Linked DNA regions of Sus scrofa: region 1 is linked to region 2. A link is a contact called in public HiChIP or PLAC-seq data. All regions are on one chromosome and are shown on one strand. The core of a region is the stretch at or near the end of the contact, and the rest is flanking DNA. Distances in the headings are between cores, read along the strand shown. Region 1 holds the start of FDXR (ferredoxin reductase). Region 2 holds the start of RECQL5 (ATP-dependent DNA helicase Q5).

Region 1 (3,043 bases), core at 377-2,876, 640 kb before region 2:
CTGGAGATGCAGGATGTTGGGGATGGTGGAGGCAGAGGAGGAAGACGGGAAGACATGGGGAGGACAAAGTCATCAAGCAGGTCTGCATAAGCTCCCTGGAGGACGTGACCAAGAAAGAAGAGCCCACCATCTGCCTCGGACCACTGGCCATCACCATGAGGCAAACTCACTTCTCTCACAGCTGAGAACCTATGGGGAGCCGCAAATGTAGGTGACAAAGCATATAGGGAGTGTCCCTTCTTTTTCTTTTGCTTTTTAGGGCCTCACCCGAGGCATATGGAAGTTCCCAGGCTAGGGGGTGGAACTGGAACCACAGTTGCCGGCCTACAACAAAGCCATAGCAATTCAGGATCTGAGCTGCGTCTGCGACCTACACTACAGCTCACAGCAACGCTGGATCCTTAACCCACTGAGCAAGGCTGGGAATCGGACCCACATCCTCATGGATACAAGTCAGATTCATTTCCGCTGCGCCACAACAGGAACTCCAGGTAGTGTTCCATCTAGATGGGCTTGGGGTCCCTTCCCCATCAGGGATCCAGGAGGGCTTTTAAAACCCAAAAGGGTGGAGTTTGCCCTTAGGACTGGAGCAGCAGGTGAATATGGTAAAGGGAAGCAGGAGGAAGAGGCTTACCTTTAGCAGGTGTTGGGCCGTGTAAAAGCCAGCTGGGCCACTGCCCACCACACAGATCTGGGGGGTCTGCTCCTGTGTGGAGAACTGCTGGCGGAAGCCTAGGGCAGGGGGACAGAAGAGGAAGGTCACATCAAGGCTCCCTCCCCCATCTCAAGCCAACTTGAGTGTCAAACAGAAGACGGAGCTTCCCAGGCTTTACCCTCATCTACGTCCTCCTCCTTTTCCTCAGAGCTTTGGAGTTTGCAGGGTCCCTTACTTCTTCTGAAACCCCAAGGGCTGTGTCTCCATCCAGAGCTCCCATCTCACCCATGAACTTCCTATGCTTCGGAAGTTGCCACTCAACAATCCCTATCACCCCCGAAGCTGCCCTGTGCAGTACTTCTTAATTTTTCTTACCGGGTCCTTACCGACCCAGCAAGAATATACATTTTTCCAAAGACCCCATATCATCCCAATCTCACCCCTGTGGATCGCCCCACAATGCCTCATTTTACTTTTTCTAACCCCCCTCTCTCCACAGAGCCCTACATTGTAGCCCATAAAGACTCCTGTTTCGCCTCAGACTTCCCTCTTGCCCCACAGAACTCCATGTCACCCTCATCCACTCTTTCTCACACTTGTGAACATCATGGGCTCCCCTTCTCGCCGTCGCTGACCACTGTCTCACCTCAGGAGCCTCTTCTTTCACCACACAGGCCGCCATGTGCCCCCGCACACCACCCGCATCTCGTCTGCACGAGTGCACCCCTCCAGTCTCGCCCCGGATCCCCTCTCTCCCCTCTCCAGCTCTGCCCCAGCTCGGCTCCGACCGCTATACTTAGCGCTCGTAGGCCTCCCCGCTCTCCCATCCAGCTCTAAAGGTGCCCTGTTCCTACTCTGTGTGCTCCCGGAAGGAGGCGGCCGGGTCCGAGGCCACGCCGACCAGTGCCACCAGCGCCAGCAGCGCAGAGCCATTCCTGAGAAGAGTAACCAGCTTGCAGATCCGATCGCTCTGACCGCCCTGCGCCCCGCGCAGGTTGCGGCCCCTCCCTCGCCCTTCTCCTGACCCCGCCCACAAGCGCGGGCCCGCCCCAAGCCCCGCCTCCCCCTCTCGAGGAAAGCTTAGTGTGGCCGCTCCACCCCAACTCCTGAAAGAATCCCGCCCCCCCAGTCCACCCACTCCGCTAAAGGTCCGCCCCCCAGGACTTCCGGGCTGCAGGTGACTTAATAAATTTTTCCCCAATCTTCACGGTCTCTCCAATTATCTGGAGCTAGAGTTGGAGGAGAGCAAATCCCCATTGCTGTTTCAACTCCTCCTGAAAGAGAGAGCCAATTAGAAAGGAGCTTACTTTACTCAGCCACTCCCTCTGGATGCTCTCTCGTCGCTCGCTGATGACGCTAGGCACCGTTCCTATTTGATGGTTTACCCCGGCTCTTTTTTTGTTCTAGCCAATCACAAGCCGGGTTCTAGCGAGACTCCTCGCCCATTGGGTAATAACTACGGAGTCCGAGAGTCTGAGAAAAAGGATCTCCTGCCGAGACTTTAGCTACTGCTTTCTCCGACGGTGGGCGTTATTACAGGTGTGACCCGGAAAAAGGCTGTCCAGGTCCAGACTAGGAGAATTTTAAACCTTGGAGATCTTGTTGCTTAACCCTCTTCCCTTTCACATAGGTGAGGGAACAGAGGAAGACGGTCTTACCCAAGTGTCTGTACTAAGACATAGGCAGTCTCCCACCCTTGTCCAACAGACTAGAGTAGGGTGAGGTGAATGAGGCACTGGCCTTCCGAGCAAAATATACGGGGCGCCAAAAACCTCGTAATCAAGTTAATAATATTGTAATGCAGTATCTCAAAAGATCAAAGATAAGGCAAAAATCCGTGTGTGTGTGTGTGTGTGTGTGTGTTTTAGGGCCCCGCCCGCGGCATATGGAAGTTCTTAGGCTAGGGGTCAAATCGTAGCTTCAGTTGCCGGCCTACGCCACAGCCACAGCAATGCCAGATCCGAGCCACATCTGTAACCTACACCGCAGCTTGTGGCAATGCCAGATCCTTAACTCCCTGTGGCCGGGCTGAAATCGAACCTGTGTCCCAGCGCTCCTAAGACGCCACCGATGCCGTTTTGTCACAATGGGAGGGTACACTGTTTTGTTTTAATTATCTTTTTAATTCAAGTGTCGATTGAAAGGAAAATGCACGTGTCTAACGTTGTGAGTTAAGATTTATTTGGGGGGAGTTCCCGTCGTGGCGCAGTGGTTAACGAATCCGACTAGGAACCATGAGGTTGCGGGTTCGGTCCCTGCCCTTGCTCAGTGGGTTAACGATCCGGCGTTGCTGCGAGCTGTGGTGTAGGTTGCAGATGCGGCTCGGATCCCGCGTTGCTGTGGCTCTGGCGTAGGCCGGTGGCTACAGCTCCGATTCGACCCCTAGCC
Region 2 (2,802 bases), core at 267-2,766:
CTATTTATCAACAAACTTCAGGCTTATAATATTATCACACCTTCCTTCCCCATTTGGGACTCAGGCCACGCCATCTTCAACAATGGAATTACCTACGAGGCCAGTGACTGGCTTAGGCTATGTCTGCTATCCCTCCGTTACTGCCTATACACCAACAAATGAGAATGGAAATTTACGAATTGTTTCCAAAGATAACCTTAGCTCTGACTATGAATATAAGAGGCAAAACAGCTGGGTGGTTCTGCCAATAAAACTGCAAGTTTGGGGGAGTTCCCTGGTGGCTCAGCAGGATAAGGATCTGGCGGTGTCACTGCTGTGGCTCAGGCGCAATCCCTGACCCCGGAACTTCCACGTGCAGCCAAAAAGAAAGAGAGAGAGAGAGAGAGAGAGAGAGAGAGAGAGAGAAAGCTTCAAGTTTTGGGTGACAGGTCTGTAAGATCTCCAAAACCAAACATGGCCCAAGGGTGGGAAGGTAAGAAGGGTCAAAAAGAAGGCGTTCTTTGGTGGTGTTAGGGGACAGCCAGCACAAGTGTAAACACAGGCAGTTTGGTTAATATTACCTTTCACTACAGCCATGATCGCACTCTCCTGTAAAGGCGTCTTAAAAGAGTCAAACCCAAAGACCTTCTTCAACGTGCTCCGGACGCGACGCTCAGGGTCAAAAGGGTGGGTGCTCATCTTACCAATAGACAGTGGCCAAATGTTAAGGCAAAGGTGATGATCCTATGGTTGCAACAAGAACCCCCTGTTCTGCTTTTCAAAGACTGCTTATTTTTTCTGAGTAAAAATTTGCTTTTTTTCTTTTTTTGACCAGACTCCTGGCATGTGGAACATCCCTGGTCAATAATCAAATCTGAGCTGCAGCTGCAACCTACGCTACAGCTGAGGCAAAGCAGGATCCTTAACCCACTGCGCCACGGCAGGAACTAAATTTGCTTTGTTACACTCGAACGATATATTATTTTCAAGAAATATAGCTCCGGGTGAACAGCCTCCAGCAATACATTCCTAGGTAAATGACATCTCCATTCTTACGCTCAGTGAAAATAACACATCGAACTATGCCAGGCCCCAGCATAGCACAGAGCTGGAAATTAGATCACGAGAAGAAGCACAAATGTCTTCGGAAGGATTTGGAGGAAGTGGAATTATTTTTCTATGACCCACCCTTTGCTCTACAAGCACAGCCATGAGGACCACTCTTCCCCCCAGGACCCCGACACCTTCTTCCCAACCCCCAGAGGAAAGCTCTTCCTTCATCCTCCTCTGAGCCTCAGATTCGCTCTTTTCTCCCTTCCCCAGCCAAAGCCTCCCTCTCTTCACCCCAAGATATCAGAGCCGGCAGTGGGCTCCCAGGGGCGAAGGGCTCTTGTCGGGCCGCTGCTGCCCACGGGCTCGGGAACTACTCGAAGACCCCCATAACCCTCAGGTAACCCTGAGAAGCCAAACCGCTGGGACTGCAATGTCAGGTAAAACCCACTTAATCCTGAATCCGTCTCGCAGTGATGACGTTCTGCCGGCGCGGGGATGAGGGGCGGAGCCAAGCGCGGAAACGGCCTTTTTGATTGGTTCTCTGTCTGAAACAGGCGCGGGGTCTCCTGGGATCCGGAAGAAGTCGCCTTTCTGCACGGAAGTCGGCTTTTTGGAGTCATAGAAGTGAGGCGCGCCGGGTGTGCGGGAATAAGATGGCGGGGAAGAAGAATGTCCTGTCGTCTCTGGCAGTTTATGCGGAAGATTCAGAGCCCGAGTCTGACGGCGAAGCTGGAGTGGAAACGGCAGGCAGCGCGGCTGGTGAGTAGGGAGCTAGAAGGGGGGAAATCGGGTGTCTGCCCTGAATGATGCTTCCCTAATAGGGCGGGAGGGAAAGAGGGAGTCTTTGTGCCCCAAGCATCGGGCGCCGGAGCCCCGGAGGGTGCTCAGGGTCCTGGGCTAGACCGAGCGTTAGATGCTCTTTTGTAAGAATGGACCGTCTCCTTCTGTTGATTCGATTATCCTGTCGGAACCTATTGAAAGTCTTCTCCGTACTGGGCATCATACCGGGGAGAAGGGTGGACCAAGGGTGGAGAGGATCCAAGGCTTCTGAACCACTGCATATTTTGTCCGGGCTTATTGTTTGGTGGAGGAGAGCGAAACTTTTAATTAGTAATGTACCCTAGACGTGTCTCGGAGCTTTTAAAATGACACGCATCCGGTCTCCACTGTCAAAGAGAGTAATTCTGTACATCTGGGGAAGGATCTGAGCATTTGCGAGCTTTCCAAGGCTCCTTGGTGATTCCATTACTTTGTGAGTTGTCAAAGCCCACCAGTGATTTTGTTGCCCTGCTCAGGTTGAGAATCACGTTACTAGGAAGTGAGAGCAGATTTTTATGGCAGTATAGAGAGGCAGCAAATTACCCAGTGTATCTGGACCTTGGTTTCCTCATCTGGAAAGTGAGGGAGGATTTGGCCTCGTTTAGCTTCTCATAGTTTTGTGTGGTCTTTGCCTGTCAGGAGGCTCTCTGGTGGTTTCTTGGTAATTTGTATTGTTTGGGGGGGGTTGCTGATGTTTGGGGTTTTTTTTAAACATAGAAAGAGATTTTGTTTCTCAAGTAGGTATAAATGGGGAACCTCTCGAGGTGGCCCCTGTTCAAGGTCCTGTTCCTAGGGGAGGACATTTGAGTCCTGATCTTGTAAGAAAAGACAAGTTCATTGGTGCCTGGGATACAAGGTAGACATATGCAGATCGAAAGAGATGCTTGACGTGGTACAATAGTTCAGAGAAGGGAAGGCTTCCGTTGGCATAATGGATGGCTTGGAAGCACT

The links. HiChIP or PLAC-seq counts read pairs in DNA pulled down with a chosen protein or histone mark.
Region 1: an H3K27ac HiChIP or PLAC-seq map of alveolar macrophages shows a contact between it and region 2. The contact joins the promoter of FDXR here to the promoter of RECQL5 in region 2. A contact is called at or near these places in 1 of 47 Hi-C or Micro-C datasets (heart right ventricle) and 1 of 2 datasets of contacts at active chromatin or transcription factors (alveolar macrophages).

The regions. Positions count from the first base shown.
Region 1 is chr12:6,370,878-6,373,920 of Sscrofa11.1, reverse strand. FDXR (ferredoxin reductase) reads right to left here and starts at 1,626. Exons shown (of 12, transcript NM_001244727.1): 1 at 1,510-1,626; 2 at 635-732. The coding sequence starts at 1,588.
Region 2 is chr12:5,731,050-5,733,851 of Sscrofa11.1, reverse strand. It overlaps RECQL5 (ATP-dependent DNA helicase Q5), which reads right to left and starts at 1,516. Exons shown (of 20, transcript XM_021066624.1): 1 at 1,334-1,516; 2 at 561-692. The coding sequence starts at 678. It overlaps SAP30BP (SAP30-binding protein), which reads left to right and starts at 1,606. Exons shown (of 11, transcript XM_003357968.4): 1 at 1,606-1,791. The coding sequence starts at 1,686.